Regions from separate parts of the Gossypium hirsutum genome. Here all the other regions are linked to region 3. A link is a contact called in public Hi-C data. All regions are on one chromosome and are shown on one strand. The core of a region is the stretch at or near the end of the contact, and the rest is flanking DNA. Distances in the headings are between cores, read along the strand shown.

What was found. A called contact is a pair of places that touch in the nucleus more often than the background predicts.
Region 1: a Hi-C map of hypocotyl shows a contact between it and region 3, with 4 times the contacts expected there. The contact joins the promoter of LOC107918425 here to the promoter of LOC107929283 in region 3. A contact is called at or near these places in 11 of 34 Hi-C or Micro-C datasets (anther, callus, hypocotyl and 2 more).
Region 2: a contact with region 3 is called in a Hi-C map of leaf, with 4 times the contacts expected there. The contact joins the enhancer-like site here to the promoter of LOC107929283 in region 3. A contact is called at or near these places in 2 of 34 Hi-C or Micro-C datasets (hypocotyl and leaf).

Annotation. Positions count from the first base shown.
Region 1 is chrD13:24,092,305-24,096,731 of Gossypium_hirsutum_v2.1, forward strand. LOC107918425 (kinesin-like protein KIN-7E) reads left to right here and starts at 3,063. Exons shown (of 13, transcript XM_041108915.1): 1 at 3,063-4,368. The coding sequence starts at 4,140.
Region 2 is chrD13:23,466,432-23,470,867 of Gossypium_hirsutum_v2.1, forward strand. It overlaps the pseudogene LOC107920458. Among protein-coding and RNA genes, the nearest start is that of LOC107918754, 20 kb to the left of the region's middle. Within about 2 kb of position 3,165, at least 9 of the 9 cell types and tissues checked have an H3K27ac peak or open chromatin away from gene starts, as enhancers often do. A contact at or near this core is called in hypocotyl and leaf, where this site is marked.
Region 3 is chrD13:23,824,614-23,828,942 of Gossypium_hirsutum_v2.1, forward strand. It overlaps LOC107929283 (clathrin light chain 2), which reads right to left and starts at 1,487. Exons shown (of 3, transcript XM_016860655.2): 1 at 1,006-1,487; 2 at 654-807. The coding sequence starts at 1,334.

The DNA.
Region 1 (4,427 bases), core at 1,813-4,312, 270 kb after region 3:
CCCACTCCAATTAGTTCCCTTGAATGAAGATCCTGAATAGCATATATATTAGTAGAAAATTGGACAAAATAGTTCATATCATTATTCAACAGGGAAACTGAAATTAAATTGTAGTTTAATTTAGAAATGTAAAGAACATATTTTAAGTGAATTTTATCCGTTAGTTTAACCATTCTTTCTTTGGTAGCCAACACTAGTTGGCCATCAGGAAGTCCTACGGAACATGTTACAACATCTCTCACATTCACCGAACACATAAGATCATCTGTAACATGATTTAAACACCTCATATTAATAATCCAATTATTCTTGGGCTTACCATTCAATCGATTGGAAGTTGATTGTTTATTATCGAATACTGTTAGAAGAAACTGTCATTGCTCAGCGATAAAACCAGGAAGTGTCGCCCCCTGACACTTGCGTTGCCCCTGTTGTGTTCTGCGTTGATGTTGCTCCATGGCTGGTATCTACGGTAATAGTGTTAGCTTGTACACTGCCTTTGTTACGAGAAACTTGCTGCGTGGAAGATGTGACACTTGTCTTGCCATTGCGACCATCACTTTTCATCTCCGACTTCCCATTCTTCTTGAGCCACCAATTTGGGTGGCCATGTAAGTAAAAACAGGTAGCCACCTCATGCCTTTTGAAATGGCAATGAGTGCACAACAAGGTCATTTTATCAATACGATCAACTCGACCTTTGTTACAAGCTTCCATGCGCACCGCAAAGCCTAGAATTTTAGGCTTCTTTTCCTTGACCTATGTAAGTTCGCGTACGCATTTCTCTTGAGTAATTTTCTGGAATTCCTGATTCAAGGAAGGCAAAAGGATTTGAGAAAAGTAGTGTAGACCAAATCTAGGCATAATAATCAAAATAGAGACCAAGAAGATATTGATGAAGTCGGTCATGCTCATGACATTGTTCATGCTCATGACATTGTTCATGCATCTTCCTTAAGTTATATAAACATTGTCCACACTTGCAACAAATCAAAGGTTCATGATTATCTAATTCAGCCCACAAAACCTTTAATTTATTGAAATAAATTACAACACTCATAGTATTGGCTTGCTCACAATGACTAATATTTGATTTTAATTGTTGAATACATGGACTGTTGACAATGGAAAAATATTCATGTAAATCATCCCAAAAAGTTTTCACATTATCATAATTGGAAAGCATCGATCTTACCTCTAGATCTATAAGATTGAGAATCCAGGATACAAGTATACAATAGATGGTAACCCAATCATCCTTCGAGCAAGGGAGAACAAGATCTGTAACGGTACCGTCAAGAAATCCAAATTTGTGTCGAGAATACAAAGAGACACGAATAACAAAAGCCCTGTCATCAAAATTATCGAGCTTTAATCGAATAGGAGTAATAAAGTCACCCAGTTGATCTTGAGGACCCAAGAAAAATGGAGAATTAGGTTCAATTTTAGATGGTGGCGGTGGAAGAGGAGGAGGAGAAGTCTCGCCGCCAGCCATTTAGAATGATAAAAAAATTTTGTATCAGAAACTTTGCTCTGATGCCATGAAAAGAATAAATTAATCTCTTGAATTTTATTGATAAAACTCAACGGTACATATATATCTATACAATCATAGTTACGTAGGAATCAAATTACTAAAATATAATATCCCATAATAATATCTTATAATATCCTATTAGGAATCAATTTGCTAAGAGTTAATATCCTATAATATCCTATTAGGAATCAATTTGCTAAAAGATAATATCCCATAATATCTTAACATGGGAAAAAATCGACTAATAGGGAGGAAAAAGATCGATTTACAAGGACAAAAAATTTTGAAAAATACAGGCCAAAAAAAGGTACAACAATTTAAAAGCATAGAAAGAACTAACCTTAATGGATGAAATCATCTTGCAAATGAATCTCCATAGTTGTTTTTTGTAGATTCACCTTGGATTTTTTTTTTTTAGATTTACTTTGGACTTTGGACTTTGGAGATGAAAGGCAAAATAGAAGAATGGAAACTACTGATATATTAACACTCCTGTTAGGTTTGAGAGCATGTGGCAAAGGGAGTAATTTTTGAGTAAGCATGGTCAAATATGTCATTCCACATATCTCATTCCCAATCAGCCGTGAAAAGCGTTGCCCATCCCAACATTTTTTGTTTTGGAAATTTTAGCTCAACAAACTCTTACACACCTTCATTCACCAAACACTACAATTAGAGGGTTTGATTATTCAATCCTCCATTTGTGCCCAAACAGCTAAAAAAATCCAAAACTCTATCGAACACCCCAAAAGGAATTTTGACATTAGTCTAAATTCCCCACCTTAGTCCTTTTACTGTTCAAACTTTTAAAATTAATCTTTATGCTTTTTTAATAAGGGTACAAGGTATAGGTTGTTTAAGAATTGTACTCAAGATCATTGTTAATTAAAGACCTGCACACAAATATTTTATTATTTCACATGTGGTTTAATTGACTTGTCCTTATGTTTTTAATTTAATAAATTTAGTCCTCTACTTGTTTGATTTAAAAACTAAAGTTCAATTGATAATACTATTAATTATTTTTCTTCAAATTTGAAAATGTGTTATTGATTTAGCTTTAAATTTTAAATCATGCCCTTAATTTAGAATATCACATATTTAAATTTAACTAAATTTCATTAAAAATTTTATCAATTGGATTTTAGTTTTTAAATCAAATAAGTACATGGACTAAATTTGTATAGTTAAAAATAGAAAGCCTAAGTTTCAAATATTCACAAGTATAGGGACTGAGAGCATAATTAAACCTTTGATGTTTAACAATATAGCGGTCGATTGAACGGTGCATCGCGATGGAAAGTTACATTAACTGACAAGAAAACTTAAAGACCACGTGGCGAGACACAAGCTTATATCAAAAAGCAAGGGTAAAATAGTAATTGACCTTGCCCCAAACACGCAAGGAAGAGAAAAACTTCAAAAGACGCTCCCCCTTCCCGATCCTGCTGTCCCATTTTTACCCTTGGTTTAAATTGACATTCTCCATTTTATCCTTTCGTTTTTTTCAACTTTATTCGACGCGTAGAGTCATAGCACCTTCGATTTCGCTTCTTCAGTGTTTCTTTTTTGCTCTTCCAAGTCACGTATCTTCTCTTCCCCTTCGATGAATTTTTAGTTTTAAATTTAAATTCATTAAAAATTGACAAGTGGATTGATTTTGTTTTCGTATGTAAGACTGTTGTTTTTTGGGGGGTGATTTTGATTTCTGAATTTAGAAATTGACCATTTAAAGAAATCGTTACTACTTAATACTGCTGGCGTTTTTAAAAAAAATCCAGAAAATTTTGGATTCTTACGTTATTCGAATCAAATTCTATTGTTTATCATTTTTAAACGATTTTTTAGATTTTATTCGGTTAGGATTTTGCAGAGCTCGAGTTTTGAGGTGGAAAGTATACGGTTATGGAATCAGATCAGAGAGCATAATGGAGGGAAATTGAAACTGTTTTGGTACTAAAGTTGGTACTAGTTCTTTTAAACTGAACCGCCATTTTCGTTTCAAGGGAAAAGAAAACAAAACAAACAGAAATGAGAAAATGAGTAAAACTTTTTATTATTATTAATTTATCAGTATAAACTATAAAGTTGAAGATTTTCATTGCTTGACTATTAAGCATAGTTGGTGACCACTAGGGAAAGTTTTCTGCTCTTTCAAGAATTAAAACTTAAAAATTGAGTGTTTTTTTTTTCTTGGGGGGTTAGGAAGAGATCTTTTCATCTTAACTACTAGTTCTCATTGACATTTGTTTTTGTTTTTTAAAAATGGTTAATTTAAGTGATGTTTAACCTTAAAAGTAGAATATAAAAAGCAAATCATTTTCATGTTGGTTAGATAAAAGTCTATAATTAGCTCGTTGTTGCTGATATAATCAGTAATTAGTCTTTATACTTATGGATCGTTTTCTATAGTTAGTTGGATTTTATAATCATGATTAGCTTCTTTTAGCAGATAGGCTTATGGTTGTGAAAGGATTGGCCTAAGCTTTAATATATATTTAGCAACCCCAACAACCTTGAGAACCTGCAAATTCATGGCTCTTTTTTTCACTTAACGCCTAGTAGGGTGAGTAACAAGAAAAGTGGAGTAGGAAAAAGAAAAATGGGGGCAATTGGTGGGGAAGAGTTAAAGCAGGTGGAGAAAGAACAAAAGGCGCAAATGGCAGGTGCTCGAGAGGAGAGGATTCTTGTTGTGGTGAGGTTGAGGCCTTTGAGTGACAAGGAAATTATAGCAAATGAAGTTGCTGATTGGGAATGCATCAATGACAACACTATCCTATATCGGAACACCCTCCGGGAAGGGTCCACATTCCCGTCTGCCTATACATTTGGTAAGCAAATTCTTTCATTTTTCGGGTCAAACCATTTTTTATTCCCTTAAACTAGTGAC
Region 2 (4,436 bases), core at 1,915-4,414, 360 kb before region 3:
AAAAACTAGAGGGAATATGAAAAATGGGTTTCCCTCCAAGATAAAATGTTTCTCTAAATTATTTATTTGAAAATATTATATGTAATATATATTACATACACCATTTATGTCATATTACTGTTATTTTTTGTCTTGGTAATACTATAATGTTCAAAATTAGACCTCATCAATCACATGGAATTTACTCTAATCTCTTGAACACAAGAGATGAACCAATGTATTCTGAGCCACGTGAAAGAAACCCACAATATAATATGAGCAGCATAAATAATTGAGAAGCGATCTCCTTTAAGGTGGACAACGTATCTGCCTAGTGACTACTTCTTCAACCATTCCAGGCAAGGACACAAGCCCCAGCAAAACCTAGCAGGATAGTAGTCCTTCAAGTACACCTCCCGGCTTAATCCAACTATGTAGAAGCTGAAAAATTGACGATGACGAGACATGGTGACGTGTCACAGGCACCACTGAGATCATATGTCTCTCGCATATGACCCTGGCTGTAGGAGGTATAAAAGGCCTGTCTTGGATAACATCAAAAGAGAACTGGTTGAGGAAGAAAGAATCAGCAAAAAAGGCTGGACTGCACTGAGATGCCTGGGTGTTGCACAACTGAACCCCTTTAGCCCTATGGAAAATCTCATCCGGCACCGATGCTGCTCCACTTGTTACACTTACTTTTCGAGTTGAAAGTGTCTTCCTATCAACATAAATGATAATTCCAGTAATTGAAGGGGCTCCAAGCACACAGGTCTACACGGGCAAGTTCTGTATGTTCTTAATACTTCTTAGGAATCATTCTAGGGAAATTCTTGTGACTGGAAATTGCCATTGGTGATAAGACTGAGCAGGAGATGAATTGCCATTGGTGATAAGACTGAGCAGGAGATGATTTGAAATGGGAGATTATATAGAAAAGGAAAACTATGCTAAGGATCTATCTGATATGATAGCCAGAAGCAGCATATACATAATTCTGATTTAAGAAAGCAGAACCAGGAAAATATACCTCCTGATTGAAGTTCAATATCAGAAGTTATCTTCAAAGGTAAGTGCCACTGAAACAGAATTTCAGCATCCAAATGACAAGAAGCACTAACATTGAGTTTAATATATATGAATGTGCTCAAAAAGACAAATTCAAATATCATTTATTGGATCATCAAACTTCGGCAGTTGATGCAAAGAATATTTCCAACAAGTATCCCCAGGTAATGGCAGCATAAAACTTTAATAACAAGACAGATTGGCATGCTTACCATTTAATAATGGCAACTCTGAGAGTCAACAGAGAACCACTTCCATGACATGTTTTACATTGTAGTAAGCCACGAGATCCACAAGTTGCACAAGGAATCTTTCCTTTTCCATCACAATTTGTGCATATGCAGAGATATAATCACCAGTGAAAAGTGATTAATGTAAAAGACTCAATACCTAGGAAGAAAAAAGTGTGAGATTAGTAAGAAACTAACTAGAAAATTAAAGGCTGGAATGTTATATATGGGGTTTATTGCCCAGAAATTTCAAACTAGAATACCCATACAGAAGTTGAGGTATGCTAATTAAACACGGTTTCCTGAAATCATTCATGGTTGTAACGTACAATAAAGATAAACCATATGATTCATATGTTTGAACCAGTAGGCAACCATTTTGAAGGATAGTTTAATAAAATAAAGAAGAAACTGCTCACATAGTGTCTGATCCATCTCTGTGAGCAATTAATCCCCGTCCATAGCAAGCAGGGCACTGGGACATCTGATTTTGCTTATAAAATCCAGGTTCCTGGTCCGCATTGCATGTTGGACATGCAATATCTCCTCGTCCTGCACAACCTGCAGATCTTTTTCTTAAACATTAATCCAAAGGCAAAGCTAAGCACTACTGCTATGACATGTATAAATGGTGAAGCAAGAAGCATTAGCGTGACAGGAAAGAGATGCAAAAAACGAAGTAAACGAAACAGCTATTAAGAACCTTAAAAAGGCAAATATTTTGTGTACTAGACAAAATTTAAGATGTAAAAACCTCCAGTATTAATCCCATAGGCCACATTATTTCAGTAGCATTACCTGAACATTTCTCAACGGTCTCGCAACGAGGAATCTTGACTCGTGTTTCCTTATAAGGTACATAGAGAGCAGGGAATTGTGATCTTAGATCCAATTCCCAAAGAACAAGTTCAGGACCTTTATCCTTTCCATCAATGTTGCCACCATGGTAAGGTTCTGTTTCTCTGACTACTTCCCTCTCCTCTAAGAAAGTTTCTAGAGTCCCCACGTAAACATTGCAATCCTCAACAGCATGGATCTTCCATGTTCGAGCAGGACGACTCCCCCAACAGCATCGATGGCCGACATGATCGATGAGCAATTCTCGTATCTCTACCTCGTCCAATAATTGCCTGCATGTACATCACTAATTTAATCAGTGTATGCTACTAGCTGATGTTTAAGCATTCAAGGGTGTTCCAAAAACTATCCTACTTATTATAACAAGGGGTGTTTACCTCCGAAAATCATTGGAGTATGTGCCATAGTCTGTTGTGTAAGGACCTTGATGGAGGATAGCTTCCTCTGGAACAAGTAATTAAATCAGCAAACTGTAAGAGTTCACAACTTACCCAACATTAACAACCCAGTATCCGATATTTAATTCAGGAATGAACAATCTAAAGCAACTCAAATTCTGGACTTCATAACCAAAAAGATAAAACCTTTCCCAGCTTATATTGGAGATACCGTTAGGAAGGGGCTCGGGGGAGTTGATAAAAGGAGCGTGAATGGATGGCGGGTAATGGCCGGAAAATGAAGTGGCTGACCGAATCTCTTTGATACTAACTTCCGCTCCCGCCAAAGAAGTTGTTGGAATCACCGACCCAGTTCTCCCCACGTACTGATACGACCGCAACCTCTCGCTCTCTTCAGTTTCACTTTTTTCTCTTAAAAACCCACTCTTCAGTTTCACTTCTTTTCTCTTAAAAACCCAAGATTTATGAAGGACCGGTCCATCATTACCATTGTAATAGCCCATTTTTGCCCGGCCCATTCAAAATAAGACCAACCCAAATACTCATTACACCAATCCAAAATAGACCCAAATAATAACAGGCCCAATACAAACCCAAATACAATATCGGCCCAATAAGGACCAAGTGTGCAAACCCTAACCTAATCCTAAGCAACAGTTAACAGCAAGTTAGCAGCCGAATAGTCCAGGTGCCACCATCGCCCCCACGTCGCTGCTCCCACGTCACGGTAACCGCCCACGTTCAGCAGCTTCTGCACACGACCTCTCGCCAGTGGTACCTGCAATAAGCCATGAACAGCAAACAATAGGCGATAAACGGGGAAAATAACAACAAAATGAAGAGGGGAGCGTTGGTTTATTATAGGCTATATAAAGCCAATTGTTTTTTTTGTAATGGGGGTTAGCAAATTTTTGTATTGAAAAAAATAAAAAAAAGGAAAATACAAGAGAGAAAATTTTTTTTGAAAGGCGACAGATTTTGGCTTTGTTTTTTTCTGTTCTTTTACTGTTTTTGTTTTTACTTTGTTTTTTTCCTTTTGTTTCTTAAAACAACGAAAATAAACGAAATAACGAGGAAAAAGAGAAGTTTCTTACCAGTAGAGGCGCGCCGTCGGCATTCTTGCTAGTTCTCGGCGTGAGGAGCGGGGAAGGGACTGGTTGCTGTGGCTGCATTTGAAATAGAATAATTTTTAGGGTTTGAAATGGGTTTTATTGGCTGCAAATGAAATGGATTTCAACTTTTAAACATTGATGGGTTATTTTTGTTTTTAATCCTTTCATTTTATCCTATCATTTCAAAACCATTTTTTTTATGTTTTCAAATTTTTCCATGAAATACCGAATCTGTTTTATTTTAGTCCAGTGCTGTGCAGTGTTTTTGGGTAATTTGTTCCTTCGGCCCTCCCCCTGTTACGCGTGTTTTAAATTACTCCCTCTCTTATTTTATTTTCAAATTCAGCTCTCAAATTCTGTTTGGTTTTTTAAATTTAACCCTTAATTTGTTTTTTTAGTTTTTTATTATATTGTCTATATTCTTATTAGTTTATTATTATTATTATTTATTATATCGTATATTATTATTATTATTATTATTATTCTTATATATACATGCGCATATATATGTTAAATATATATGTATATTTTAAGCGTTTTTTTAACTATATACATATATTATATACATATTTTATTATTATTATTTTATTTTCATAGCTTTATATATATGTATATACGTTTATAGTTTATAGTACTTATACATCTTTCATATTTTATAATCTATATATATATATATGTTTATATATCCTTTGTTATATATGTGTATTTTTACATTATTCAAATTATTATAAATATATTTTCCACGTTTTTTTCTTATATATACATATACATATATATATTTATATTTATAT
Region 3 (4,329 bases), core at 237-2,736:
AATAATCCCCATTAGTCTTTCTCCACATAATTAAACATACCTGTGAAAACACTAAGCCTTGATAGAGGAGAAATAAAATCCCAAAAATAAAAAATTGGAGTAGAAAAATTTTAAAAATATAGTGTGCTTGATAAAAAGATAAAAAATAACCAAAAAATTAATAATTTTATTTCCATTCAATTCATTACTCCATAAAATTTGAAAAATGGGGAGAAAAGACTTTTTAAAAATTCATAATTTGAACTAATTTAAAATTCCCTGATTTACTCTCTCTTAACATTCAAATTAATTTTTTTATACATTAGCATGACAAATAATTATGTTTCTTTGTTGTCCTTTTTCTCACTTCTCTTTTCTTGCTAAAACACACGTAATGATGAATGGGCTCACTCTAGCGGACTTCTCCTACATTTCCACTTCATCTTTGCTTTCTATGTTTTCACTCAACTAAGAAAACGCTAAACCTCGAAAAAGAAGCAAGGACTGATTACACTTACATGACACTATTAGTAAATCCAAGTTCCTAACCCTTCAATCACAAAATTTGCAGTCTGACATACCATAATTACAACACCAAAATTTCATAATGTGAAATTGATGGGCAGAACATACAGTACATTCAATGGAGTTAAGAATTTTGATTGATGTATCACCTTCTCCTTGTCTCTGTTGGAGGCTTTTTTATTTTCAACAGCTATACTTATCTTCCTATAGAATTCAACTTTGTACTCCTCTGCTTCCTTTATTATTTGCTCCAACGTCTCCTTCTCTTTCTTTCCCTTCTCCTCCAGTCGAATCACGTTTTGCCTGGCAATCCATAAATCCAATCTCATCAACAACTCAACGTTAAAGCTAACTTTATCATCTTCATAAAAATAATGAATTATATAATTAATAAAAAAAGAGCCTTCCATATTTATTAATCATACACAATTTAGCTGGATAGTTTTAAAAGTTTGAACAATCAAATGAATGGAAATGAAGTTCAACTAGTGGTAAACTTACCTGCGCCACTCTCTCAAAGCAGAGCCTTCTTCTGGCCCCATCTCAGCAGGCGGTGGCAAGATTGGTCCATCCGATCCTCCGAACTCTCCGTTCAATCCTTTTTCGTTCTGCTCCGATGAGAAAGCAGAGTTTCCACCACCGCCACTGTAGATCGGAGGTGTTTCAGGTATTGATTGAGATGAGAAGACATCATCTCCGGTACCGTAGGAGAACATCGGAGGGGAATCAGCTACTGAGTCCTTAACCGAGTGGGCGTCGAAGGACTGGAACTGGTGGGAAGCGAGGCGAGGGTCGTAGCCTAAGTAGCCATCGTCATCAAAAGACGACATCGATTTTGAAGGGTTTCGTTGTCCCGACCCTACCCTACGTGATTGCTGCCGTTTCAGTAAATCTCTCTGTTTGTGCTTCTAGTTCCTCTGTGCGGTCTCCTAAGAAATGCATTCTCGAACCAAAAAAGTAAGTGGCAGAGAATTGACAGATGGCAGCCAATAAATGGATGCAATCTAAAATTTTTTAATGATGAAATTGAGATTTTAAGTTATTCTTATCCTAATATATATATTTTAATATTTTTAGCTGGATTTAAATAATAAAATTTTAATTTAAAATTAGAAAAAGTTTTTTTCATTTAAAATTTAGAATTTAGATTTTATTTATTAGGTAGCTGGAAAAAGTGAAAGGTATATATTATGAATAAATGATTGAGAATAAAAAAATATAAAAGTATGGATTTATTAAATTTAAAAATATTATGGGTAGTGTTTGAGAATTGAAATTTGAATTTAGATATCAAAATTTTGAATTTTGAAATTTATGATTTTATTATTTTTAAACTCTTTGTTTGAGAATTAAAATATTTGAAATTCAGTATTTTGAATTAATAATTCTAATTTAAATTTGGATTTTAATTAAGTCTAAATCCTAAAAACATTTTTTTTAAATAATTATTTAGGAGGATTTTTCAACATTGTTACTTGAATTGAGTTGGATCGGTTCGTCAGATTGGGAACTAGTCAAGGTACTAGTAAAGATATTAGATCAATTGACTCAAGAAATAGTACAGACTAGTTGATTGGGTGGTTGAACCAAAATCTTTTTATTTTTATAATTTTTTAATGATTTATTTATTAGAATCAGACGGATCAATCAAACCGATCGAACCGGTTGGACTAGAAAACTAGTGATCTAATCAGTTTGACGACAAGTTTAGTTCTGAATACTTTAATTTTGAATGAAAAAAATGCATTTTCCACTTTGTATGAACAATAGAAGAGAAGATTGATTGTTTCTATATATTCTTTCAAATAATTTTTTTTGAATCATGCATTGGCAACAAAATGTAACTTCCTAATTTAATATTTTTATAGTTTTCTAGGTTAAAATATTAAAAAGAACTCTCAAGTCATTTATACTTTGTTTACACTTGAATAAAATCATATTGTAACACCTCTCGCCCGACCCGGTCGTGGGACCCAAGTTATACAAAGCTACAACAATTACCAGAACATTCACACACAAATATGTAACACCCCTACCCAGTTCGATCGTCAGACTCGAGCGAGAAGATGCGATGACAAATTTTAGAACAATTATATGTAATTCCTAATAAAAATATTCAATTAAACATTAATTGATTACATACATTCACACTAAATTATTCTTTGCAAACCAAATCGAGTTTAAATTGAGCTTACGAAAGCTCTAGAATTGTAACACCCCTCACCCGCCTTCGTCACCAGATTAGGGTTACGGAAGGCTACAGTAAATAACATAACAGAATCATGCTATTTCATTTCAAAATTTATTTAAACAATCATTAATCATCAAACATTCATTCAAAACATGTTATTCATACTCAATCAGGATTAAATCGAGCTTGTGAAAGGTCTAAAAACAATTCAAAACTAAGCAAAGACTAATTTGAAACATTTCAGGAAAAAAGTGATAAAAATACAAAACAGGGGTCATACGGCCGTGTGGCTAGGCTAAGGCTGTGTATTGTAGGGTCACATGATCATGTCGCCAGGATGTGTAACTAACTGTGGCCGTGTAGACTTAATTGTAAAACATTGCAAACAATCACGCGATCGTGTAGCTGGGCCGTGTGAAAGACAGAGACTATGTCAATAATCTTGTATATAATTTACCAGTGGCACACGACCGTGTCAACCGAACGTGTGTGACACACAATCGTGTGGTAGACTGTGTAACATCAAAATGACCATTTTACAAATGATGCAATCCAAACCTTTTCACATTACCAAAACACAAGTTTAAGTGCATTTTATCCTACCTAAATAACTTCATAAACTCAATTCAAAACATGATATAATACAACCTAATAGTTGTAACACCCCTAACTCTTCTCCATCGTTGGATTAGAGTTACAAAGTATTACGACACATATCAAATCAAATAACATCATTAAATTTTTCAAACATTAATTTAAATATCTTATTCAATCCACATATTAAGCATAACTTAGATACATTTATAGGCCTTAAATTGAACTTATAGGACTCTTGAAAAATAGTTTGAAAACAATTAGGGACTAATTTAAAACAAAACAGAAAAATATGGAAAATGTAAAAATTTTAGAAACAGGGGTCACACAGTTGTATGGCCAAACCATGTACAATTCGAAATTGGGGTCACACGTCCGTGTTGCAACTTGTGTGCTCACCCGTGTACAAATCAAAATAAGGTCACATGATCGTGTCTTTAGACCGTGTAACAACCTGTGACCGTGTGTGATAAACTTGCATCAAAATTAAATAGTCCACACGACCATATGGTGTGATCGTGTGTGGCACACATCCGTGTCATAGCTCATCTCGCAGGCCGTGTGCACCTAAAATAGCTTCCAAAATAAAGCAAATTAAACCAATTTCTTAGAAGCCAAGCCATACAAAAAACAAGCATTGTGACAGCCCAAAGTTGACCCTAGTCGGGAAGTGGTTTCGGGACCGCTAAACCGAGTCACCGAAATGTTTGAATGTGATACTTATTGTGTAGAATATGTAATTATGAATGTGTGAAAATTTCAAGCTTCAATTTGGTTGATTTCATGTGAATTTAGTCAATAGGACTTATGTGAGAAAATTCTAAAATGTGATAGGTCAATGTGTGAGGACCTACTAGTGCATGTGGACAAAGGGGGGACTTGCATGTCAAATTCCCCCCCTAATGAGTAGTGGCCGGCCATGACAAGGAAGGATGGGCAAAACATGTCATGAAACATGTTTTGTTAGTGGAAGAATAAAATAAGGAGTATGGGTAATAAAGAAATGGAAAACAAAAGAAAAAAAATGTGTGTGTGGTGTT